Linked DNA regions of Mus musculus: all the other regions are linked to region 1. A link is a contact called in public promoter capture Hi-C data. All regions are on one chromosome and are shown on one strand. The core of a region is the stretch at or near the end of the contact, and the rest is flanking DNA. Distances in the headings are between cores, read along the strand shown.

Region 1 (3,861 bases), core at 490-2,989:
GCCAAGGATTTTGTTTTGTTTTGTTTTGTTTTTCAGATAGAGGCAGGTGCTAGAGTGCTTGCGAAGGGGGGGGGGGGAACGTGGGCCAGGCACAATTCCGAGATCGCAACCGGTGCTGTCTTCTAGTCTCACCTTTGAATTGCTTCTCGTTCTGAAAATCACGCATGATCATGTGTATGTTTGTTGCAAGCTTCTGGTGACAAAGCACTGGATCAAGTTTGTGTTTTAGAAATTGGTGTGCGATGCCATGCTAAGGAGAGGGAAAGGGCCAGGGATGAGGAGGTGTGTGAGGTGGGGAGAGGAAGCGAGTGATTCTGCCAAGGCCTCAAAATTCCACGCATCTGTGAAATTTCAATGAGGAATATTCTAAGAACTCTGTGACATTTGAATTCCTCTCTAGCATAAATTTCCAGGGAATTCAGACTGAGACACCCTGACTAAGGAGAGCAGGAATAAGGACAGACTACATTCCTTTCCAGTCTCTAAAAGTATCACACATGTGTGCATACATGCACATGTGCATGCCTGTGTACATGCTGTCTCCTTTTTCTGTGACTACATTTGTCAAAAAAAAAAAAAAAACAAAAAACAAAAGATAAAAACCACACCTGACCTGAAAGAAGTGCTTTTAAAATAAGCTGTCTTACCGTTTTCTTGCAATGCTCGCTCTGTGAAATATCATTAAAACTATACTGTCTTGATTTTGGCAAATAAGCAAAATGTAAATTTAACCTCTCTATACTGAAGCTTCATTTGAGGCAAGATATAAGTAGCTGTGTTACTACCTGACAATCAGGTCTATAAATTCCTCCATGTCTATGATTGGCTGCTTAGAAGAAGAGTTTCAGAAGACTTTAATCTTTTCCACAATGAATTCATTTGTAATGTCAAGGATTACAGGATTTGTTTCAATTTTAGTTTGGAAAAAAATCTTAGTTTTTTTTAATATCATTTTTTAAACTTGTGCTGAATATAAGTTTAGTGACTTAGGCTCGGTTTATACTTTTCAGAGGCTGAGGGCTTGAGGCAGGGTGGTGTCAAGAAAGGGTGACTGTTCCAATTTAACGTAGGAAATAATGGTTGTGTAAAAGGGGTGTATGAGAGACCTAGCTAACACACACAGACTATTAAGCCCAGAGCAGAGACTGTGTAATTGGAAAAATGAAAAGAACATCACAAGTTTGACAAGCGATTGGGTTCTACCATTAATAATACCATCGTTTCCACATTCAAAAGCTGTTTCCTGGATTGTAGACCAATGTAGCTGTGCGGCAGTTGGGGGTGATGGAACTACCAGTGTACAAAAACCAACTAGACTCCAGTTAAATCTGTTCCTTTGAGGTAGAAACAAACTGGAGCTACTGTTAGCCCGAAGAAGAGAGGGGCGCTAAGAGGTCTGATTTCCCTTCAGAATCTTTTAAGTTTTAAAGGTATAGTTGATCCTCAGTTCTGGGAAGGCTGGGGCAGGCGCCCGTTACCTTGGGGATCAGCACTTTCACCCCTCACAAGGGGCTAAAGGGGCCGCGGGGCGGAGCGGGTGGGCGAAGAGCCGCCCATCAATCGTGCGTGGGGCCGGTCCTGGGCTCCTCTTCCTCCCCCACACCTCACTGTCTTCCCTCCTTCTAGAGGGCCCTCTTCCTTCTCCTCCCGGGAGGCAGCTGTCCGCCGCGGCCTCCGGCCTTTCTTGGGGTGGAGACGGTGGGGGCGGCTGCCTGGCGTCCTCCCGTTTCCTTGGCAACCGTGCCTCCCTCCTCGCGCGGAGCCTGTGCCGCTAGTCGCGAGGGAACGTGGATCGTGGGGGTGGGGCAGGGCTACGGCCCCGGGGGTCCTGAGTCCACACGTGGGCGGCTCTGCCGGTTGCCGTGGGAACGAGAAGGGATGCAGTTGAGAAAGGAAAGCAGTGATGGCGGCTGGCTTGGAAGAGATGCTCTAGGAATAGGCACTCTGATTTTGTCTGTGTTCACGCCCAGACTCAGTGTTGTTTCTTATAAGATGAAGATTAGAAAATGGGAGAGGAAAAAAAATTAAATAAAACAGTAAAGGGAATAAATGAAAAGAAGAAAAGATACTGCACTCTTTGAAATGGTTGTTATACAGGGATCTCAGGCAGAATGTTCCGATCCAACCTCAGAGCAGAAATAAACAATTAAGGGAGGCACCCGATCAGCTTCAGAACGGAGCCCGAAAGCTAGCCTCTTAGTTAACAGTAGTCATTACGGGCTTCTCCAGGAGAGAGGAGCTTGGAGGTTTAGACCAGTGCCCACCAGGTTCTTGGTTTACATCACTGTTTCTAGGCTGCGTTTATTTTTCACTGAGGGGCTAATAGGCAGCCTTGAGTCTTCTATTTCTTTTGCATATTTAGGTACTTAGTACCTTGCTGACTGATGTCACCTAAGGGCATTTTAGATTGGGCGGAGAGCAAAGAAGATGGACAATAGAAATTGTTGGAACTTTCACCAGTGTCCCAGAGTCTCCACATGTCTGGGGTCCAGGAGACTTCTATGCAGCCCCTGTAAGCCCACATTCAGGTGGTGGCTTTGTGTTTGCAGTATGACACCCTTTCTATTCTTATCACTACCACCCCTAATTTAGGACTCAGTGGTCTCTAAACTGGATTGATGTTTGAACCTTGCAAGGACGCTCTGAGCCCCTGTCAGTCGTACCCCAGGTCCACCTCTCCCTGTGCCACGTAAACAGCCTAGGTCCCATGTCTTAATCACCAACAAGCCACTCTCAGACTCCAGCACTGCCTAAGAAGTGAGCCCCAGACTCTGGACTGTGACTGTCCCTATTTGTTCCCCAGGACTTGCTTTCTTGGTTTTGTCCTTGAGTCATTTCTTGCCAGTTGCGGCTCTAGGACATGCCAAACCCTCCTTCTCACCTTCACGCCAACTTCTAAGACGTATCTTGAGCAACACAGAGTCTAGACAAAATATGCCTTGGGGAAGTCTTTGTTTTGGGCTCTTTCTCATCTGACCTTCATTGCTCTCCCTTTCCAAACCATTTTCTATTTTTAGTATGTTTAAAGATTTTTATTACATCTTATTTTTATTGGATGTGTGAGAGGGCAAACATGCCCCAGTGCAGGGAAGGGGAGGTCAGTTTGCTGAAGTCTGTTCTCTCCTACCGTGTGGCTCCCAGTGACCAAACCCGGCTTGTCGGGCTTGGTGGCAGGTACTTTTTACCTGCAACACCATGTTCTAGTCTTGTTCTCAGCCGGCTAACAAAGATTCTCTATTAAATCGTTGACTGGTAAAGACATACCATGGAACCTCTTTCCATGGTCTTTGCTGTTCAAAGGACTATAATTAAGGACCCCCAAGTTTGAGACACTTTCTGGGATGTAGCTCAGTGCCTGTCTGGCATGAAGCTCTGGGTTTGATCCTTAGAGTGGATGTGATGGCAGATGCCTGAAATCCCAGTTCTTAGAGGAAGTGAGGGCCTTCTAGGGAAACCTCCTCACTCTGTCAGAGACTCTGTGTGGGGGGAGGGGGGTTGTGGGGATTGCAGTAAAATGAGAAGCGGGAAGCTTTTTCTTAGAGACCAAGGACCTAACTCAGAGATGATAGTAGTAGTGGTAATTAGTGATAATTATTATTACTGATTAACAGAGGAGGACATTGAGGACTAAGAGAGATAGTTGAATAGAGATGACACAGCCAAGGACTCCTGACAAGGAATGGATCCAGAGCCCGGGAGAAGACTCCCATTCCCAGCAGATTAATGTTGCCCACTAAGTAAGAAAAAAGACACTACCATACTGGCATATATTAGATATGGATTTTTAATTTTCTGTTTTAAGAGCTAGAGGAAAAAAAAAAGTACATTTCACCCCCAAAAGGCTGTTGTGAGGTTTAAATG
Region 2 (3,861 bases), core at 468-2,967, 460 kb after region 1:
TGCCAAAGAGTGGGATCAAGCTTCAGGGCTGTGGACTTCAGAGTTAATGTCTAAGGTAACTCTTGACCCTTTCACCTCTTCCCTGGCCTCTGTATCCCAGTGTGCCACAGCCCTTCTTGCTTGGATGAAATCTTAAAATTCCTTCTGGCCCTCTATCAGACCTCCTAGTTGTCCTTGGCTCTTGATTCTTTGCAGGCATGGTTTTAGCCAGTGCTTCTTTGTCATGCAGACACTCCTGAGCTGAGAAAAATCTCAGACACCAGAAGTGCTTACAATCGTGACACAGTCACTGGCATCCAGTAGAGGTTTCACAGGCCCTCAGAAGACAGATGTAATTCAAATCAAGTAGGGAGTTTTGATCAGTTAGAGAGTCAAGAGCGTCCTGTCCAGAAGGAAGGTTCTGGCTGCAGTGGGAAGGATCTGCTCTCAGGTCCAGAAAGACTCATATATCTCACTTCTGCATCGTTGATTCTAGCCCTGAAACCTGACAGTGAAAGAGCCCTGTGATAGACTTGGCAATCTCAGAGGACACAGCTCTGCCTTCAGAGGCAGAAAGGAGTGGGGGCAAGGAAGAAACTTTTGGGTGGAGATGGAAGTATGGAAGGTATCCGGGGCACAATAGTAAAGTCCTGCCTGAGGTTCTCACGTGAACAGTGGAATCAGTCCCAGAGGTCTCTGTGGCCCTCCTCTGAGAATGAAGCAAAGCTTAGCAGAGGATGCCAGTCTTCTGGCTTCTTTTCTTCCTAGCAGTTAATTGGCTTTTAAAAATATGCTTTGGGAGCCGGGTGGTGGTGGCGCATGCCTTTAATCCCAGCACTTGGGAGGCAGAGGCAGGTGGATTTCTGAGTTCGAAGCCAGCCTGGTCTACAAAGTGGGTTCCAGGACAGCCAGGGCTACACAGAGAAACCCTGTCTTGAAAAACCAAAAAAAAAATATATATATATATATATATATGTGTGTGTGTGTGTGTGTGTGTGTGTGTGTATGTATGTATATATGTATATATATACACATGTGTGTGTGTGTGTGTGTGTGTATATATATATATATATATATATATATATATATATATATATACATACATACACACACACACGCACACATATGCTTTGGGTACATAGCTCAGTCATAAGGTTCTTGCTTAGCATGCACAAGACCCCCTGTAGGTCTATAGCACCAAGGATGAAAAGTTGCTCTACTCTTAGAAACAATGGTTATCTCTCAAATAAGTAAAGGGAAAGGTAGGAAACCAGAGGGATGGAAAATAGTCCATACCATTTCCCCACAAAACCAGTAATTACCTCCTATGAGCCACCATACACTAAGCACCAGAAGTCCCTGCACCTCAGTAGACAATCTCTTATGATGAGCCCTTGCCTGTGCCCAGGACCTTTCTTAGACCCTGTTTTCTGCATTAGGAACTATGAATACAGTCCTGCTCTATATAATTTTGTCATTTAAAGAAGAGGAAAACCTAAGCCAAATATGGTGGCATGTATCTCAAAAAACGCCAGTACTTTTGAGGCAGAAGCAGGAAGATTAGAGGGTTCTAGGCTAGCCTGGGGGTACATAGCAAAACTTCAAAAAATAGAACCACCTCCAGTGAAAACTAAATCCTTTCACTTTAACTTAGTATTTAAGGAGATCTTAAGGACCACAGGTGTTGCCTGTTCAATATTACATGCTTCAGAATCTAGTCCCCGGGGTTGTCATGGTAACACCAGTAGCTTCAAGATTGAGTTTATCCAGGATGTCTCCAGGACAGCACAACCAGTCACACCCAGAGTCTGCTTGTTTCTTTATCTATTTTTTAAATTTTTAATGTTTCCTAAGTAAGGAATCAAATAGAAGGAACAAGGCAGAGAAGTGTCTGAAATATGAAGAATATTTATGTAGTACGGAACCCTACTATTTGTCTAGTATACATAGCACTTAAATGTTGTTTATGCCTAACCTTACGCTGAACTGTCGGTGTAAAGGATGTTCAGCTGACTTGAGTTAGAATAGACCAGAGAGCTGAGCCTGGCTGGCTGGCATCCCTGGGCCCTCTCGGCTCCAGTCAGTGCTCTTTGCTGTTACCCAGACCTTTCTCCTGGACTCTGTGGGGTACATTCTCAGTGATCCTTAGGAAGCCAAGGTCTTGTGAGCACAGCAGCAAGGAGAACCAATAGGATGAATGGCACCTGAGGTATCTGTGTCTCTCCTCTTGTATGGAGAGTTTAGATTTTCAACTTTAGGATCCTCACTACAGAGGGCTGGCATTTGGCTTCTGGGGTATCAAGAACAGCTAGAAATCCAAAAAGTGTTTTAACACTTTGGACAAGTAAAGTTCCGTTTGTGCTTTCTGAGACACACAGCAGAGGAAGGCAGGGGGAATTTTCAGTCTGTGGGCCACATGGGTAGAGCCATGGCAGGCGTGTCATGAGCCCCAGGCATTCCATCGACCGGTGTCAAAGGATTGTACTTACCATTTGTTTTATTCCCAAGTTGTCTTTTTGTGTATCTCTGCAATGACTCATCTGCACACCTATTGTAATGACAGGATTTTGGAATGGCGGAGGAATTTGCTACTAAAGCCCTGGAGCTGAAACCGAAATCTTATGAAGCATACTATGCGAGAGCAAGGGCAAAACGCAGCAGCAGGTGAGGCAAGGGAGGGTGAGAAACAGCAGTGTCTGAAAATGTGTCTAAGGTGATAGGCCACCCTGGGATGTGTGCACCCAATGTGCCTGCCCTTGCCAACTCTCAGGGCCAGGCTTTGCAGGCAGGGCACTGCTCACAACCAGCACTTCTCCTGGGCACTTTAGGAGAAAGGTAAAATGGAAAATGGCACTTCCTTCCAGGAAGCCTGTGTCATGTGCTCAGTCACTTTTCAGCCTCAAGCCAATGGCATGACGAGATAATGATGAAGTAAAGAGGAAGCCACTTAAGCCAAACCTCCCCTGTGCCTTCTCAACAGGAAGAACAGGACAGTCACACACTCTTCCTTTCCTTTCCTACAGGCATTGGGGACTCCCAGATTATTTAGTCCTCAACAGAGGGGTCTCCTGAGTCTGAAAATATTGCCCTCTTCACCTAAACACACACAGACACACAGAGACAGACAGACAGACAGACAGACACACACACACACACACACACACACACGAGGTCCTGTTGCCAGGACTGAGATGGCACCATTCCTTGTGCCCATCTGCTATGTTTTGACCACTGAGTAACAGAGCCTCCAGAGGGATCTGAGAACTGCCAATCGTTGTCCTTGATGCCTCTGCCCAGCACCCAGCCTTCTCCCATGCATGGAAAGGAACTGTTTGGGATTTGATGCTGTAACCCAGGGGGGATTTGTCTGCAAAAATCAAAACAAAGCTAGTGACACTGAAAGCAGTGATCTAGCTAAAGTCATAGCATTTTTATAGAAAGTTGGCTGTCACATCCTCTCCGTCTGGGACTGTTCCTTTGCCACTAGGTGAGTTGTCCACTTCCCAGGTAGTTTTAGTCAGGAGGATAGGAATATCTCCATGGTTCATTTCCTCATTTGTAAATAAGGGTCTTGTTGGAGTAAGCTCAGCTCCACTCTCGGTCACCTGATCAGCAAGCTGACTCATGTGGGCTGTGACCTAGCAGAAAGATACACAGTACTGTTAAGTGATGGGCAAAAGGGACTGAAGACAGGCACCACACCTAGGATGTAAGAGGCCTGAAGTTTAGACCAAAATATTGAGAGTATTTTTTTTTTATTTCACAAGATCATCTGGCCATGGTAATTCATGCACTTTAACCCCAGCACTCAGGAGGCAGAGGCAGGAGGATCTCTCTAGTTCAAGACCAGCCTGGTCTACATAGCAAGTTCCAGGATTGCCA
Region 3 (3,861 bases), core at 416-2,915, 380 kb after region 1:
AGTATGACTGGCTAATCGTTGAGAATGGCTTTAGGGATAAGAATGTCGCTTGGTGACAGTACTTACTCAGCATGCCCGAAAGGGAGTTCAGTCCTTTATAGAAAAATTACAGTGATAATGACGGAGTCCTAAAATAGCTTCTGTGCTGAAATGTTGACTCAAAGAGTAGATCTTCATGGTTTGCAGCGCATTTCCCCACCTATCCCAGTATTTTCTTTCAATTGCTTAGCTGTCTATCACACCATACTACTGCTTATCTGAGTAGTACAGGAGTTAAGCTGTTTGAGTATGCCAGAAAGAAAAATGGCTGGCTAACACTTTCTCTGACTCCTTGGTATATCAGTGTAGAAAATAGCAGTGGCAGGATCATGCCTAACAGAAGATAAATCCCAAAGCCGAGGATAGCTGCTTTGTCTAAAAGCAAATTATCTGAGGACTGCACATAAACCTGGGAGAGCAAAAATAAATAGAAAACAATCTGAATACTCTCCAAAGCAGATTTTCCAAATATAATTAGTTATTATTCTCTAATACTGTTGCCTTTTATCTCTTGGGAATCTCTAAAAACAATGAAACATTCCCCACTTATAAGATAATCTCTCCACTGTTGGTGCTTAGATCTTGCCCTTTAGTTAAAATTCCAAGACTAGAAAAGGGAATAGGAGAATATAGAATAGGCGGCACTATCTATCAGAGCTGCAAAGAACCAACATTGCCTTATGCAAAATTTTCATTGTAATCTGTTGGTGATCTACCTTCTGCCTCTGCCATCCTCAACAAACCTGTGTTTCTTAAAGAAGAGTCAATGATATTTTACTGAAAGGATGCAAGCTAATTTTTTTCTTATTTTATTTTTGGGTTTTCAAGACAGGGTTTCTCTGTGTAGCCCTGGCTGTCCTGGAACTCACTCTGTAGACCAGGCTGGTCTATAAACTCAAACTCAGAAATTCACCTGCCTCTGCCTCCCAAATTTTTTTTCTTTTCTTTTTTTATAACGTGTGTGTGTGTGTGTGTGTGTGTGTGTGTGTGTGTGTGTGTGATATGTATGTTTTACCTACATATATGTATGTGTACCACATCTGTGCTTGGTACCCACTAATTTCAGATGAGTACGTCATATCTCCTTGAACTAGATTTATGGTTGGCTGTGAACTGCCATGTGGGTGCTAGGAATTGATCCTGGGTCATGGGTCCTCAGTCGTGAGTCCTTTGTGAGAACGACAAGTCTCTTAACCACCTACCCATCTCTCCAGCCTACAAGCTATTCTTCAGCATGAATCTGTTGCTGTATGAGCTGACACTACAAATACTGCCTGCAGCAGCAGAAGTTCTTTGGTTAAGGAATAAGAAGGTCAGAAGTGTGGCCTACTTTTCTACAGATTAATGTATATTAAACTTGAGTGGGGTTACTTGGAATCCCACTGGCTTTCTGAACCCCCAGATAATGATATCATGATACAGTTGTAGTAATAATGAAAAACTGCAAAGTTACAGAGTTTTTTACTTATCTCTGTATATCATCTGTTGTTCTTTCTTCTCCACACTGAGCAGTACTGCTGCAAAAGATGTGAGCAGTTGAGGCTGCATTCCTTCACTGCATAGCTCTCCTTCCCCCACAGTCAGCTCCACAGCCTGCCCCCTCCTTGTCATTTCCCTTAGAAGGTAGAGAAAAACTGTGAAGGCAGACACTAACCTGTCATCCTGTTTTCCACCTACTTTCACAGATATGACTCTCCCATCATTCTCTGCTTTCATCACCCCCCCCCCAACACACACAAAGAACAAAAACATTTTTTGAAAATAGACCTGTTGTATAATTCAGATATTATTGCACCCATTACAGGTAGGCTGGTATGATAAGTAGGGAAGTTCAGTTTGATAGATGGCTGTGTTTCCATCACTGGAGGTTCCTGTGTAATTACCTGGATTTGACATTTGTCAGCAGCTGCCAAGCCTCCAAACTGCTACTAAATTCAGTGGTCCTTGCTCTACTCCTTTTAGAAATCTATTTTGCTAGTTTGTTGAATACACTGACTTGTGCTTATCTTTACATTTTTATTTTTACTGTTCTCTGAATACCAAAGGGAAAGTAAGCCACTCAGAAAAAAAGGAGAGCCTCTTCAAAAGAGAGTAGCCAAAAGACAAGAGTATTTACACAGTAATTACTCAAAACTCAAATTCCAATCAAAGGAGCATAGATGCATGGACAAAAGTAACCCAATATATGTAGAATTCACTAAACTTTAAGTCAACTCAGAGTGTCACACAATTCTTCAGACCTGCCTCACTGCCATCTCTTGTACCCTCGTCCTTGCAGTTATTTCAGTGTGACCAAGAAATCTACTCCATCACAGGTGAATAGAAGAAATCTCAGTTTATTTTTACTGGTGCAAAATTATATAACTACTTTCTTCTATTCCTTCTTTTTAATAGCTGTTGTTTACCCAATAACTTTAAATGGGTTTTTGCTTTTGTGTGTGTGTGTGTGCCTGTTTTTAAAATTCTTTCTTACCTGTTTGATTTTATCATTTCTAATAGGTAATGAATGCATTTTACATTTCTAAAACTTTATTGTACCACTTGAAGCTTGACCTCCATGTATTTTTTTTTGGTGGCAGCATAAACACATTGCCATGTTTGAAACGGCTCTTGTATATTACAGTTCTGTAAGTCAGAACTCATTGGGGTGAGGGAGTTGTGTTCAATCCAAAGATGGGTCTTGCCACTAGCAGGAAACAGTGAAAATTTTTAAAACTGATTCTTTTCCTTCTTTTTAATCTTATTATACCCACTAAAAATGCTCAGTTCTGAGCGTACATCTGTAATCCCAGCACTCAGGAGACAGAGCAGGAAGATCAAGAAAGATTTGAGACCAATCTGAGCAACAAAGTAGTACTTAGCCTTAAATAAATGAGTAAATAAATCAACATACAAATAAATATAATGTGAGCATTATATTTCATGCCTGTAATCCCAGGACACAGGGAGCTGAAGCAGGACAATTGCTGTAAGTTCTGTGTGAACCTATACTGTGTATATAATGAAATCTGCCGACATGGTAATGCTCAATCTCAAAGTAAAATGCTCAATTATGCATTTTAATGCATTCAAAGGTTGTATCACAGTCACCATAACTCAATTTTAGAATATTGATCCCACTAAAAGAAACATGTGTCTCTCAGTGGTAAATCCCTGCTTTCCTTTAAACTCCCTATTTTCTGCTCCAGAAAGCCCCTCCCTTACCTATCAGTGTGGATTTCTTCATCTGAGCATTTTATATAAATAGAAACATACTTAAAATTTTGGGAACTGATGTGATATCATCTGTGTTGTAGCATGTGTGTATCTCATTTTCTTTCATCATCAAATAGCAGTCCATTGTATGGAGATAGCACACTTCATCCATTCGTTGTGATGGACATCTGACTTGCTTTTACTTTCTGTTCTAAGTCATGCTTCTCTGGACAGGGATATGCAAGTTTCTATTTAGACACGTGTGTTTGTTTGTTTGTTTGTTTGTTTGTTTTTTATTTCACTTGAGTTATATGGTCAGAAATGGAATTGCTAGGTTATAGAACAAAATAGAATTTAATATTCCTTTAGTCTATAGAGCAGTGGTTCTCAACCTGGGGATCATGACCCCTTTGAGGGTCAAACAGAACTTTCACAGGGATCACCTAAGACAATCAGAAAACTGATGTTTTCTTTTTTTTTAAGTTTATTTATTTATTATATCTAAGTACACTGTAGCTGTCTTCAGACACTCCAGAAGAGGGCATCAGATTTCGTTATGGATGGTTGTGAGCCACCATGTGGTTGCTGGGATTTGAACTTGGGACCTTTGGAAGAGCAGTCGGTGCT

Evidence for each region. Promoter capture Hi-C pulls out the DNA fragments that hold promoters and counts their contacts.
Region 2: a contact with region 1 is called in a promoter capture Hi-C map of trophoblast stem cells, with 4 times the contacts expected there. The contact joins the enhancer-like site here to the promoter of Marchf10 in region 1. A contact is called at or near these places in 19 of 39 promoter capture datasets (the 3T3-L1 cell line, 3T3-L1-derived adipocytes, the C10 cell line and 10 more), 6 of 484 Hi-C or Micro-C datasets (the N1E-115 cell line, adipose-derived mesenchymal stem cells, cerebral cortex and 3 more), 5 of 115 datasets of contacts at active chromatin or transcription factors (the NIH/3T3 cell line, bone marrow-derived macrophages, embryonic fibroblasts and 2 more) and 3 of 9 other capture datasets (adipose tissue, embryonic stem cells and pancreatic islet).
Region 3: a promoter capture Hi-C map of the C10 cell line shows a contact between it and region 1. The contact joins the enhancer-like site here to the promoter of Marchf10 in region 1. A contact is called at or near these places in 2 of 39 promoter capture datasets (the C10 cell line and cranial neural crest), 1 of 115 datasets of contacts at active chromatin or transcription factors (the NIH/3T3 cell line) and 1 of 9 other capture datasets (embryonic stem cells).

What each region holds. Positions count from the first base shown.
Region 1 is chr11:105,454,996-105,458,856 of GRCm38.p6, forward strand. It overlaps Marchf10 (membrane associated ring-CH-type finger 10), which reads right to left and starts at 1,740. Exons shown (of 12, transcript NM_172568.2): 1 at 1,479-1,740. The region is part of intron 1 of Gm39417 (a long non-coding RNA gene); the gene reads left to right.
Region 2 is chr11:105,917,409-105,921,269 of GRCm38.p6, forward strand. Tanc2 (tetratricopeptide repeat, ankyrin repeat and coiled-coil containing 2) reads left to right here. Exons shown (of 26, transcript NM_181071.3): 25 at 2,543-2,643. Among named protein-coding and RNA genes, the nearest start is that of Cyb561, 25 kb to the right of the region's middle. Within about 2 kb of position 1,718, at least 8 of the 459 cell types and tissues checked have an H3K27ac peak or open chromatin away from gene starts, as enhancers often do. A contact at or near this core is called in trophoblast stem cells, where this site is marked.
Region 3 is chr11:105,836,531-105,840,391 of GRCm38.p6, forward strand. All of the region lies in intron 9 of Tanc2 (tetratricopeptide repeat, ankyrin repeat and coiled-coil containing 2), which reads left to right. Among named protein-coding and RNA genes, the nearest start is that of Cyb561, 110 kb to the right of the region's middle. Within about 2 kb of position 1,666, at least 7 of the 459 cell types and tissues checked have an H3K27ac peak or open chromatin away from gene starts, as enhancers often do.